Linked DNA regions of Mus musculus: all the other regions are linked to region 2. The links are chromatin contacts, called in public Hi-C, HiCAR-type and HiChIP or PLAC-seq maps. All regions are on one chromosome and are shown on one strand. The core of a region is the stretch at or near the end of the contact, and the rest is flanking DNA. Distances in the headings are between cores, read along the strand shown.

What was found. A called contact is a pair of places that touch in the nucleus more often than the background predicts. HiCAR-type assays count read pairs that join an accessible place to other places. HiChIP or PLAC-seq counts read pairs in DNA pulled down with a chosen protein or histone mark.
Region 1: a contact with region 2 is called in a Hi-C map of regulatory T cells, with 5 times the contacts expected there. The contact joins the promoter of Chchd3 here to the promoter of 1810058I24Rik in region 2. A contact is called at or near these places in 3 of 484 Hi-C or Micro-C datasets (CD4 T cells and regulatory T cells).
Region 3: a contact with region 2 is called in a HiCAR-type map of astrocytes, with 4 times the contacts expected there. The contact joins the enhancer-like site here to the promoter of 1810058I24Rik in region 2. A contact is called at or near these places in 2 of 39 promoter capture datasets (hippocampal neurons and liver), 2 of 115 datasets of contacts at active chromatin or transcription factors (astrocytes and extraembryonic endoderm stem cells) and 1 of 9 other capture datasets (embryonic stem cells).
Region 4: a contact with region 2 is called in an H3K27ac HiChIP or PLAC-seq map of extraembryonic endoderm stem cells, with 8 times the contacts expected there. The contact joins the enhancer-like site here to the promoter of 1810058I24Rik in region 2. A contact is called at or near these places in 5 of 39 promoter capture datasets (the 3T3-L1 cell line, hippocampal neurons and liver) and 2 of 115 datasets of contacts at active chromatin or transcription factors (astrocytes and extraembryonic endoderm stem cells).

The regions. Positions count from the first base shown.
Region 1 is chr6:33,058,915-33,062,132 of GRCm38.p6, reverse strand. Chchd3 (coiled-coil-helix-coiled-coil-helix domain containing 3) reads left to right here and starts at 1,873. Exons shown (of 8, transcript NM_025336.2): 1 at 1,873-2,133. The coding sequence starts at 2,053.
Region 2 is chr6:35,251,309-35,254,544 of GRCm38.p6, reverse strand. 1810058I24Rik (RIKEN cDNA 1810058I24 gene) reads right to left here and starts at 1,835. Exons shown (of 3, transcript NM_001384235.1): 1 at 1,763-1,835. The coding sequence starts at 1,777.
Region 3 is chr6:37,328,728-37,332,119 of GRCm38.p6, reverse strand. It overlaps Creb3l2 (cAMP responsive element binding protein 3-like 2), which reads left to right. Exons shown (of 12, transcript NM_178661.4): 12 at 1-1,099. Among named protein-coding and RNA genes, the nearest start is that of Dgki, 30 kb to the right of the region's middle. Within about 2 kb of position 2,004, at least 50 of the 459 cell types and tissues checked have an H3K27ac peak or open chromatin away from gene starts, as enhancers often do. A contact at or near this core is called in astrocytes, where this site is marked.
Region 4 is chr6:37,397,412-37,400,566 of GRCm38.p6, reverse strand. All of the region lies in intron 1 of Creb3l2 (cAMP responsive element binding protein 3-like 2), which reads left to right. Among named protein-coding and RNA genes, the nearest start is that of Gm33275, 19 kb to the left of the region's middle. Within about 2 kb of position 1,471, at least 85 of the 459 cell types and tissues checked have an H3K27ac peak or open chromatin away from gene starts, as enhancers often do. A contact at or near this core is called in extraembryonic endoderm stem cells and liver, where this site is marked.

The DNA.
Region 1 (3,218 bases), core at 624-3,123, 2.2 Mb after region 2:
TTGTAGACCAGGCTGGCCTCGAACTCAGAAATTCGCCTGCCTCTGCCTCCCGAGTGCTGGGATTAAAGGCGTGCACCACCACGCCCGGCGATACATTAAATTTTTTAAAAAGAAGATCTACTTAGTGTTGCTTGAAACACACTAGGAGTTGGGAAGTATTCTGGGTCCTTTGCTGAGGAGAGCACCGGATGCTTTTGGTGCTCTGATGGAAGGCATCCATTGCCTTCTCAGCCTTGGTCTTCATCCTCATTAACAAGTGTTATTTGTATCTCCTCACTCTCCGTATGGAAGCCTCTAATTTTGTAAATATAGACCGAGCAACTGCTTTATGAAACACCCTTCAATACACGCCGTCTATGGGGTAGGAAGTGAGGTGATTGTGTTTATGGATGGGGAGGACCCGATGTAAGGAACGGCAATCCCTGTGTATCTGGGTTCTCAAGAGAAGCAAGCTCAACTGTGATGTAATGGGAGGACGCAGACAGGGGCAGGCAGTTTCAGAACTGCAGGAGAATATCATGTGATTTAGAGCACATGTGTTGAAAAGAACGACACAATGAGATGAAGGGCACTGCTGCTATATGCTGGGATATAGCAGCGGGAGGGACATAGTGTCTTGCGCTACAGATTCTGACATGCTGACAAATAACTGAAGCTCAAAAATATTTCTTCAACATTGTGGATCCCTTTGGCCTAGGAGGATGCCATGGTATGCTGTATTCTCTGTCTTTTAATGTTGAGAAGGGCAAATTGAAAAAGGTATTTTTGTTCAGCTAGTTCTGTCCCCTCCCCTCCCATCCCCCTTCTGCCCCACTCTTCTTCTTCCCTCTTGTTTTTTCTCCTCCTTCACATAGCTCAGGCCTGGGGCATTGCATAGACAACTGAGCTACATCAGTAGTCCCATCCATCTAATTTCTAAATGAAAGGGTATTTCTCTGGCTCCATAAATCTAAGATCATACTGTACTTTTAGCAACAGTGTTTGACAGCAAACAAACAAACAAACAAACAAAAAAGCAAAACAAAAAAACCCTAAAATCAACCAAATAACCAAATAACAACAAAACTGAAACTGTGTGTGTGGTTATCCTAACATTTTTAGACTTCTTGGAGGTAAAGTACCAAGCTAGAAACTTTCCAAAACAGATCATCTCTACTTTGTCTAACGCTGCTATAACTCCTCCATGAACGGACCATTTTCCTCTGTCTAATCATCCTGTGATCTAACTTATGTAAGTGAATAAGAGACACAAACACGAGAAGCAGTGTTCTGTCTGTATCTTTGTGTAAATAATTTTTCCTGTGCATTTTTGCATGTAGATTTGAAAGCCCTACATTAAAAGTTGCATTTCATACAGACTGACAAATACCAAAGTCATAAGATAGGAACATAGGCATATGTAGTCTCGGCCCCTTTAAAAGACTAAGTGGCAAAATGCTAAGTTTAGTTGTTACAGGTTTGTGAATTGGAATATACAAGTTGTTTGTTTAGGGGAGTGCATCTTCCATATCTAGCTTTGAGAGCCTGTATTTACCTAACTTACCTAAGGTTCTAGAGTCAACTGCAAAACAAGCTGGTTGGGTGAACCAACTTTTTTGAAAGTAGACCAGAAGGAGGCCTTCAGGGCTGTCAAGACTACAACTCCCAGAATGCTCGGTTCACTTTACAGTTTAGGGAGTGAGACCTGTCACAGCACCTATCGCTCCGGATCGAGACTACAATTCCCATTATTCTCAGAGGCTCCGGAAGCCCTATTAAGCACCACCTGTTGCCATAGCATCCGGGTCCAATCCAGCCAATCCTAGTGCACCTTCTGATAAGAGGCGGGCAGTTTGCTTCTCGGGCTAACCCGAAGCGGCCTACTTCTGGCACGTGACCGGAGGAGGCGGGCTTTTGGGACCGGCGCCTTCTCCTTGCTTCTTTTTTGGGGTCGTGGCCTTGCTCCTGCCCTGCAAGAGAAGCGTCCAGGGCTTTCACGCGCAAGTGTGCGCGTGGGTCCTGACGTGCTCGTAGGTCCACGCTCCAGACTCTGCGGGGACAGAAGCAGGAGCCATGGGCGGGACCGCTAGCACCCGCCGGGTCACCTTCGAGGCGGACGAGAACGAGAACATCACCGTGGTGAAGGGCATCCGGGTGAGTGCCGTGGGCGGGCGGAGGGCAGCCTTTGACCTCGGATCCCAACGCTGAAATGTGCCTGGGACAGCTGCACCTGCTTTCTCCGCTCTCGGCCCGCCCTGCTGTCCCGCTAGAAGTCTGGGTCTCTGGGAAGAAGCTCGTAGTTTCAAGACTCCGAACCTCCATTCAGAGAAAGTTCTTGGTTGTGTGCCAGGAGCCATGCACTGTGCCGGGGTGGTGGTGCCGGGTCACCACGGTCGTCCTTGCTCACTAGTTGCAGGACTTTATTAAAACTCTTGCTTCACTGTGCTGGTCCGTGTGCCTCCTGTACAGGACCCAAGCCCTTCTTTTCCACGCACAGTTCTTTCTCAGAGTGAATTGGTGTTTTAAGGATTACTCTTCTTTGCCTCTGTTATTCCCTGCCCCTCTTCTGGTATTACCATTCAAGTCATTCCTGACCCTGCTGCTAATTTCTGGCTTCTGGCTCTTTCCCTTCCACCTGATAATTTCGTTTTCCCAGGCGCCTCCCCTGTGGTTTGTTGGCCCAAGTTATGAACCTGACCCAGTTGGACTATACAGGCCTATAACTGCCAGCCTGCTAGGGGCGGAGGTCGGTTTGCAGGCCTTCAAGGTTGTAGAACTGAGACAACTTCTAAGGGATCGTTATAGAGACTTATTAAATGCCCTCTGCATGTACTTGATACATGAACTGAAAACTTGAATTTCCTCTAGGGCGTTAGTATACACACTAACAACTTTAATATTCTCCTTTGCCTCGACTTTGGAGCTTCATGCTTTGGGAAGTACACTTACTTGTATCTAGTAAATAGAGCACTATGACTTCAGAAGGTTTTAGAGTACTTTATATTTTCTGTCTACTGCTTTTACACAACTACTCTTAATTAACTATGTAAGAGTTACAAGGAAATAAAAACTTAAAAACATTTCAACTGCTTGAAAACTTTTTCCTTTGAAATTTGTTACTTTGAAAAGAACTTATTAAAGTTTTATTGATTAGAAACCCCAGACTGTTGAACTGAGTTTTTGAGTCTGTGACCAGCAATTCTCACTCTACTAGTGATAGAGCCCTTTGCCTGCTGTGG
Region 2 (3,236 bases), core at 586-3,085:
CAGCAGTGCTCACAGTCCAATTCCCATCTAGGTGTTCCTTCAAAGAACTTCAGCCAAGCTAGGAGCAAGCTGTGGAGTGCGGTGTGGAAATAGGGGTAATGGGTAGACAAGCCACACAATCAAATGCAAGTTTTCAACTTAGGCAACATCTCAGAGGTTACAAAGTATTCAGCTGCCTTGCACCATCAAAGGGAAGAGCCTGGAATCTTTCCACCACACCCAAGCCTCTCCTATCAGTGGGAGGCCAGTTCCCATTTCTGATACCTTACAGAAGAGACAGGGCAGTATATCTCAACCACGATTTAGTGTTTACGTGTTCAACATCTTGGCTCCTTTTGAAACCTCATGAGGTGCAAACTGAAGCATAGAAAATTTAAATAACCTGGCCAACACCCACCCAACCCCACGTCCCCAACACACACACATACACACACACCTTGAGATTAAAGATAGGGTCTAAACTCTTAACCATTTAGAAAACAGTTGAAACGGCTAATGTAAAAAGCAAGATTTGCAGAAACTAGCAGTGTTTGACCAAGTTCCACAAGAGGAAAGTTGATTCCATCTCTGTACATCTGATTCCACTTTTCCCAACAAAAGCAATGAAGAGGAGACAGACCCAGGGCAAGAGAAGGAACATCAGTTACATCCTAGCTAAGCATCTAATGGTCGGCTTCAGCATCTCTCCATAAATGTTGAAAATTTTGAATTTTCCAATCAAAACCCATGTTTAAGTACAGAGCGCTAGTCCCGCACCAGGTAGCCTCATTCAGCAAAGCACTTAAAAGGTTAAGTGTAATCGATTTAATGTTCTCCCTGCTTATCAATGAACAGCAAATGCAGTGGAAGGGCCAATCCTATCACCTTACACTAGCTGGCTGATGCTGCTTTTAAAAGTGATTCCTAACAAGTAAATTACTGCTAATTACTCCTACCTCCTAAACTAAGGCCTAGTTAGGACACTAGAGAAACCCCAGAGGCAACTGAGTCTTTGTAGGGCAGTTTTATGTAAACAATACTCATTCTCGGAGCACCAGGTAGCCACTGACCGTGGGAAAGAAAGAAGATATCTGCTTTATTAGAATTCGAAGATGAAACGCTTTCATCTGAAAGTGTTTGAAAACTTTCATCTGAAAATTTGACTGGCAAGTTTCCTAGAATCCTCAACAGGCAATTTTAGAAATACTTGATTTTTGCCAGAAAAACGTGTTAACTCAAAAAGGAGACTTGAAAGGGTGTGGGGAGGGGCAGGTTTTTACAAGAGTTACTCGCAGGGCAGTCTGACTCACTCCTCAAAGCGGGCAATCTGTAAAGGTCTGAAGAGGGAGGGCACTGTGGATCTCTCGCTGCGACCTCGTGATGTGGCTGACTAATGCACGGCGTGTGAAAGGCACTCTGAGGCCTCAAATAAGCCGTATATAATAGATGGGGGTCTACGGGAAGTCGCGTGGAGAGGACAGGAGCCAAGTCATCTTGATGACTCCTCCGACCCAACTTACCGCGAAGATTTCGCCAAGAGCTCACAGTAAGTGGTTTTTTGAAAACGCAGTCATATCACTGACACCCCAAAGTTTTCGGAACTTGAAGGACTACATATAAACAAACCCAGGCAAAGACCCAAGGACTTAGGAGGAGGCCAGAGGAAAACTGCGCGAGCAAACCCGAGGGCGACGAGCCCCAACTGCAGAGCCGTGCACCGCCGACCCGGGACCCCGGGGGAACGAGGCGACCGCGAGGCCCGATCCTCCGAGGCCCCACTCACCAGGAACTGGAGCATGATGTCGGTGGGGAGGGCGAGGAGGGTGTGAGAGGTGCTCCAGCTCCAGCTCGGCTCCGGGACTCCTCCCCGGCGCGAGGGCGGAACCCGCTGCCAGGTTCCGGTTTACGCCCCGCCCCGCCCTGCCCCGCCCTCTCCATTCCCGGAAGCGACTCGCGGAGCCGCAGCGCCCTCTGACGGCCATCTCGGGAAGCAAGAGGGCGAGGTGCAAACCTAGGCCTCTTTGAACCAAAGCCTCCGGGTGACAAGGACGCTGGCAATTGTATTAATACAGTCAGACGTGGCTGTGTTACCTACTAAACCAGGGTGGGGGTGAGGTAGCGGGTGCCATGCCAAGTGAACAACTCACTCTCCTGGGAGCCTTTATGAAGTCCACACTAATCTCCACCACAGCCGACTCTCAGACGAAAAGGGGGAAAAGGTTCCATTTCACAAAAGCCCACAAGTGTGCTATGCAGCCTAGTTAAGGGTAGTCCTCAGCCACGTGATAGATGATGGAGAGAGGTCTGCGGAGTCTGGCACGACTGGATCCAAGTAGCGATTGCTGGCAGCCACCAGCAACCTATCTGAAGTTTACTTCCTCCTCAAGTGGAGCGCGAATCATCTACCATGCAGGAGCCAAAGATGAATCCACTCTTGTCCGGTCGCGCTGCTGGTCACCCACATACACAAGCACATCGAAACCACCCTTCTCATGTTGCTCTCAGTCTTTGGAATTGACCTTTATCTAGTTAAGGGGTACTCTGGCTTCAAATAACAGAAAAACAAATCAGCTGCGCCTAGTGGGGCTGTTAACCCTGGGACAATGGCAGAGGACTACTTAACATATCAAAGTGGACCTGGCCTCCTGGTCCTCGCCAGCATCCCTCAGTCCCGGCCTGTTACAGGGTGTGGCTGGCACATGCAGCCCTCTACCCTAAACTCACCAGTTCAGGGGCTGGGCTGCTTTTCCCGATGAGGCTTTTCCCTATATAATCCAGCCATTTTGGTTACCTGAACTGTGATGGTTTACATATGCTCGTCCCAGGGAGTGGCACTATTAGAAGGTGTGGCCTTGTTGGAGGAAATGTGTCACTGTGGGGATGGACTTGGAAATCTTCCTCCTAGCAGCTTGAGGATGCTCTCTGGCTTCCTTCAGATGAAGATGTAGAACTCTCAGCTCTGCCAGCACCATGCCTGCCTGGATACTGCCATGCTTCCACTTTGGTGACAATGGACTGAAACTCTGAACCTGTAAGCCAGCCCCAATTAAATGTTGTCATTTCTAAGAGTTGTCTTGGTCATGGTGTCTCCTCACAAAAGTAAAACCCTAACCAAGACCCGAACCTTTTGTTCCTTTGCCCTTTGGGCCCCTGTATCTCATTCTGCTGCCTCTCCCCTCCTCAAAAGAGGAAAATATCTCTCTCTCTCTCTCTCTCTCTCTCTCTCTCTCTCTCTCTCTCTCTCTCTCTCTCTCTCT
Region 3 (3,392 bases), core at 755-3,254, 2.1 Mb before region 2:
TGAAGAAGACATGACTCATGTTCAGTTGAGACCCCAGACTCTAGCCACACACATGCCACAGACATGCCAGGGAGTGGCAAAGCACTGACTCCTGAGCTCCCTTCCTCACTAGGACTCCAGTGTGACCCTGCACTGAGAGGACCAAAGCGTCATTGCAGTCTTCTCTCCACCCTGTACCCCGGAGTCCTGATTGGATGTCTGCAGAGGCAGATGGGGCTCCCACCATATTTTCAGGCCGCAAGTGCAATTCCTGAAGGCATCAGGCTCTTCTCTCCCAGGCTCTCCTGCCCACTGTGTTGTTTGTAGGACACCCCCACACCCACTCATACACAGCCTGCATCTCCACAGGACAATAGCTCTGTCTCCCTGGCCTCCCCTCCCCATTTGTAAATAGTATTTATTAGCTTGCTCAAGCTCCCAGCTGGCCATAGTGAAAAGATTTCCCCTTTCAACCAGCAAAGTCTTCTGTTGGCCTTTGGAACAGGAGAGTCCCCGGAATCTAGGACCCTAGTCTTTGTACTTGATGCCTTGTTTCCCCCCTTTTCTTCTTTAAAATTGGGGACCTATAACATCATCGCTGTTGCGGAATCCACTTAGGCATGTGTCCCCTGATGGATGAATACATGGGAATGGTGGATACTGTCTTCTGACTCAGGCTCTAGGCTCCATGGCTTCCTCTCTCTGGTCCTGCCACACAGAAGGAAAGCCCTGTCCAGGATAATGAGCGTTGCTGACACCCTTGCTAGCTTGTCCTGCCTACCTGCTTACCCCACTCCCTCACCTTCCTCCTTCCCTTCTGCCCTCCATCCACCTGCCTTAACTAATTGGGGCTGGAGTTGGTCATTTTTGTACACCCACAGTGGTACCTTTTACAGTCAGGTTTGGATACTTTGCAGCTCATCCAAAGAGACATAACTAAACCCTAAACTCTTTTTTTGTTGTTGTTGTTGTTGTTTTTTTTTTTTATGATTAAAAAGTAAAAATTGTAGTTTAAAAAATCCTTTCCTCTTTCATACAAATAAGAAATGGAAATTGCTCGTTTATTGTATAAGATAGAAGATTCGTTTAAAGTGTTTCCCCACCCCCACCCCCAGCTTGTAAAAGATTTTATGTAAGAAATGTGCTTACACTTTGTATTTTATTTTTAGCAGCAGCTAAAAGGCCTGTAGTTTTACTCTCTCTCTCCTCTCTCTCTCTCTCTCTCTCTCTCTCCCTCTCTCCTCTCTGTCTTCATCATCTTTGAGATCATTAGAGCCTGTATAAAGGGGATTATGGCCCTGCCTTCTATGTCACACATAGGATTTGGTGTCATTAGTGTTTGCTGTCATGCCCCATGAGTAGCTCCTTACTTGGTCTGCTCAGGGCATCCTAGGGAATGTTCCTTTCCCCCACTCCTCCCTCCCTACCGTGGTGGATTCCCAGCTGGCAGATGGCCAAGCTCAGGGCCACTGTGATCTTGGCAGCCCTCCTGTTTAAGGGGCTGCCACCCTCCCTTACAGGGTGGTGTATAGCCAGGGCTATACAAAAAGGGTGGCTAGTGACCTTTTCTCTCTCTTCTCTCTCTCTTCTCTCTTCTCTCTTCCCTTGATCTTCCTTGGCCTGGCCCATTCTGCTCTTTACAGTGCCAGATATTTATACATCATAAACTTAGGAAATGCCTAAAAGAGCCTAAGCAGGAAAAATCCTAGGGTGAGGCAATGTTTGCATGATGAGAGAGGAAGGGTTTGCCATAGAGAGCTGAAATGGGGATTTAGACTGATGTGTGCATTGGCTGAGCTGAACCTTGGTCTCTTGATGTCCCTGGAGAGCTGAGGTCGAGACCCCATTCATGCAGGAGGAGGAAGAAGGAAGTGTCCAGTCACATCCTTAGTTCTCAGAGGACTTTATTTTCCTCTCTACCTACTCTTTTGGGTGTCACTGTCTCCAGACAGCAGGGCCCTTTGTCTCTGAGAAATTAGCCATCCAGAATAGAATCTGTAACAAGAGACATGGGACATAAGCCAGAGAACTCAAACAGCCCTTTAAAGGAGCTCTCGGCAACCAACACTGCCACTCTATGAGAAAACCCTCTGCCCTTTACTGCTGCTGGCTTGCCGTCTGGGATGCTCAGTAGAGTCAAGGGACCCAGCAGAGATGCATGAGACAAGATGGATTGCGAGCAATTAGTGGATGTGTGCACTTTTTGTTCAGAGTTTAAGGCTAGGATATTGGTTTTTCCCACTGACTGAGCTGTCCTGCAAACCAGTCAATACCTTATGGTTATGTCTGAAGGTTTTAAATAGTGGTTGACCCAACACCTTGGACTGAAATTTTGAAAAGTTTTGAAAAAAGACTGCTAGACTTAGAGAGAGAAGCCAGAACAAATTCCGCTGGTTATATTTTCTACCTTGTAAACAGGTCAGCACCCCCACTACTCTTTTTAAAATCACTTTAGTGATGGAGATGTCTTGCAAAGATGTAGAGAACAAGGCCTCTTTTCCCTAGATGAGACCTGAGGAACCCAGTTGCCCCTTCCCCCCACCCCCTTTACAGCTCCCAACTTGGGTCCTGTAAATGGAGGTGTCATTGCCATCACCATCGCCAGCATTGAGGAAGAGCCTCTGAAGTGTCAGGACTTTGCAGTGTAGCTCATGCAAAGAGAGTGTTCTATAAAAATCTTGACAGCTGAACTCAGTTGCTCTTTCCTGGCAGGAGGTGGGGGTGGGATCTAACATGAGTGCAGGCAAAATTAGATAACCATTCGGTTCATAGAAATGATTCCATGCCTTGGGAAGACAGATTTGGGGCCACATTGTTTACAAACTATACACACCAGGTTAATAGACACCCCGTCTTAAGCACCAGCTCCTCTTGGGTGCCCCCAGAGCCCCTGCAACTGTTATCCACATACAACAGGGATATCGGACTGCTTTCTTCTTCCGGCTGGTACAGAATCTGTGTCCATCATTTTTCACTACAGGTCTTGTTAAAATTCTTTGCAGCACTTCGTGTCCCCTCACGTCCCATGTGCTCAGACCCAGAAAAAGCAGAACAGAATTAGAAGTGCCTCTGAGCCTTGTGAAGTGTGTGCGCAAGCCCCCATGGAGAAATGGAGACATCTTGTCCCCACCTGAGGAGTGGACATCTGCCTGATTCTTGCCAACACGAGGGGTGGAAATGGGAGAAAAAGCTTTTAGTTGCTAATTTGTTTCCGCTGAGCCAAGTGTTTGAGAAACCTGGACTAGAGCTTAGCACTCCCACTTGCAGCCTGGCAGGACCTGTGGAGCCATTAACGGCGGGGGTCTTAGCGAGAACCACTTCATTAGAGCACTTGCTGCAGAGGCAGAGAGCAGAGCCGCCAGGATAAATTCTGCTTCCACCCCACAAAGGCAGTCACAGGAGAGAGTGGAGAG
Region 4 (3,155 bases), core at 222-2,721, 2.1 Mb before region 2:
ATCCAGGATGGTCATAGATGACCCAAACCTTCCTCTTCCACAACTTCCCTCCATGGAGACTCTGTGTTGTAAATTGCTGGCCCTTTTTAAAGAACATTAGCAAAACCAACAGAAAAATTTCAGACACCATTATTCATCTGCCAGCTACTCGGAGCTCAGCCAGGCTTGAGTGTGTGTGACGGGAGAAGGTGGGTGCCCCAAGTTGGTCATGATGCGGGAATGTGTTATATGGAGTGGCCATCAATCAGCCCAGTGATACGCAGGTTTTCAGCAGAGCAACACTAGGAGCTAATCCTCTTTTAAAAGCAGTTACAGTGACTTAGAGGGACAAACTCCCTAACCCTGAATTCTGTTACTTCCCAGGAAACAAATCATGATGGAGTCAAGAGACACCAGTGGGCACACCTTCAAAGTTCTTATTAAATGATTCAAGGATTCTTAAACTCCTGGGCAGGGAACTAAATGATTGTGGCCGGACCTGGGGTCAAAGGAGAAAGAGATGCCAGGAAAGGATAGTGTTGGTAAAGTCAGCAAATATTGACTAAGCACCTCCTACTCGCAGAATTTCCCTTATAGGTGGGGTAGGGTCACTGTCAAACAGTCAACAAAGTAGGAGTCAGATAATAAAGTCCAGAACAGATAAATGTTAATTTCAGATAATGACAAGAGCAAATGTGGATGATAAAACGGTTTTGTGACCCCAGGGTAGGCATAGGCACCGACTTCTGGAGCTGGCTTTTGATATGGGCTGCTGGGGGCCTGGGAGGGGTTTGGAATCAACAGCCAGGAGATGGGGAAGGAGGTGCATCATGGAAGAGATAGAAATCCAGACGCAGAGGATGTGCAGGGCTTAGACAACAAACTATGTCCAAGTTTCCCAGATGGTCTTAATTGCCTTTGGGGGGGGGGACGCCTAGCAGGGTATTAGTCACAGAAATGACAATAAGGATATGTAGATTTTCCCTGTAATCGCTTCTTGCTATTTGCAAAATAGCAAGTCCCACAAAGTCATTGAACTATCTAATAGCAGAGGAGAGAAATGTGAAGATTCTCATAAGCCTCTCATGCCAGCATTTTTATCAGCCAGTTGATACATAGTCTTAATAGTGTGTGCATCTGTTTAGGGACACCTCATTCAATGAGTTCTGCTGGCTTGTTTACACTGGACTACGGTCCAGAGCACCATACCTTGTTTGGATGGCACTTATCTAGCCTAAGGATGGTTTCTGTGAGGCACGTCATCATCTCCTTGCTTTGGGGAGCAAAGGCACCTCACAACTGTGCCTGGAGCTGCTTCAAACAGCAGACTGACTCATCGACAGTGCACAGATGTGTAAACACGACACTGAACAGACCCCGCAGAGGACACCGTTTCCGGTGTGAGGATGGAGTCAGGCTGCTGGCACCCGGAGCCTGAGCAGCAGTGACCTCAGTTTTCCGTGCTTTGCACAGACTCGCAAGAGACTCCCACTGGGAGGGGGGGTGGCAAGTAAACCCTAGCAAGCAAATGAGTCACAAATACGGAGTCTGTGGGTAGTACAGTGTGTCCCACTGTCCTCCTGACTGGTGCTACATGGTTGACAGTATGGTAAGTGGCTTGCCATGAATGCAGCTCTATTCACAGAGCCAACTCTTGAAAGCCCGAGGAGGAGGTAGCTGAAAAGGCCGAGGTAGGTAAGAAACAGCCCCATATGTCTTAGGAAGGTTGAGGGCAGTCATTTGCCTTTCACTTAGGAGGGAGCTTCATGTGCTGTGGACTAGCTGCCCAGAAAACAGTGCAGCTATAAGCTGACTGGAATCATACCTGCCTCTACCTAAAATAATTGGCAAGTATTTTGCCCACTGTCCTGGATAGTGAGTCTTGCCCCTTTCTTTGCTCACTATCATTTGGTAAGAATAGATGTACATGAAAATCGTAGCTCATGTTGCCCACTCGACACAGACAGACATGGTTCTCTATGTACTTATTTCAAAATTGTACGTGCTCATGATGTTCATGCTGCACCCATGCCTTCAACATGAAGGATGAATTAATTAGCTGTGAACTCTAACTTTTCACGGAAGGATGGTCTCGTGGGAAAATGTGGTTCTTACACTCAGGGAAATAGATGCTCATTTTCTGTCTCTGCCCCTCTCTGAGCTGCACAATTTTGGGCCCATTGTAGATCTTTTCTGGGCTCACACTTTCTCATTGGTAAACTGACTAACTAATATGTCTGTTGTAAAGATTTATTAAAATAATATATTTAGCCATTTTCCTCGTCATGCTTCCGTGGCTAGGCCTTAGTGGACAGCTAGCTCTTCGGTGGCTTCCTAGATAAAATGAATGAATCATCGTGTAGACAGCGACCTTTGTCTCCCAGCTGCTCTGCCTGGAGAGGATCACTCCCAATCGAACCGTTATCACATCGTCCGTGTACCCTGGCTTCTGCATCAGTAAACACCTTAGCCTGATGTCACTATTGACTTTCTTCCTTTTAAACACAAATGTTCTAGAGTACACACAGAGGAAGATTCCCTTAGATTCTTTTCCCCTCTAATCTTGAGGGAGATGTTGCCAGGTTTTCTGTGTCCCCTGGTGAGTCAGGGGCTCAGGAACACTCACTTGGTATGACAGACAAATATGAAAGGGATGGACAGCTACTGGTCTAGTGTGGTACCTGTCACATCAAGGGAAAAGTACAGTACCAGGAATGGCTTGAACCACAGGATCCCGACCAGTAGCCAAGTCTTGGAGGTACTCGACAAGGGATATAAAGATTCCCCATTTTATGATAATTTCGCAATTACATGATACTATATGGTTCTTTATACCTAATAAGGACATTTTACAGAATTTATACTTGATTTTAAAACTCTATTTATCATACTGTGGATTGGGCCCAGGGCCATGGGTATGCTAGGTAAGTTCTCTGTTACTGAGCTTCATTCTCAACCCAGGAGATTCTTTTAAAAGACTCTATGTGAAGTTAGCAGGTGAACCCAGCTACCAGAGAGCGTCATAAGGTCAGCCTGACAATGGCAAAGACCACAGGTCGCCGTCTCATGCTAAGTGGCTCTGTCTCGCTGAACTTTGATAGCTGCTATCTGGAGGAGAGAAATTTGTTTGTGTTGCCTTGACTTTTGAGATAACCTGGGTCCTTGATGGTCTCTGG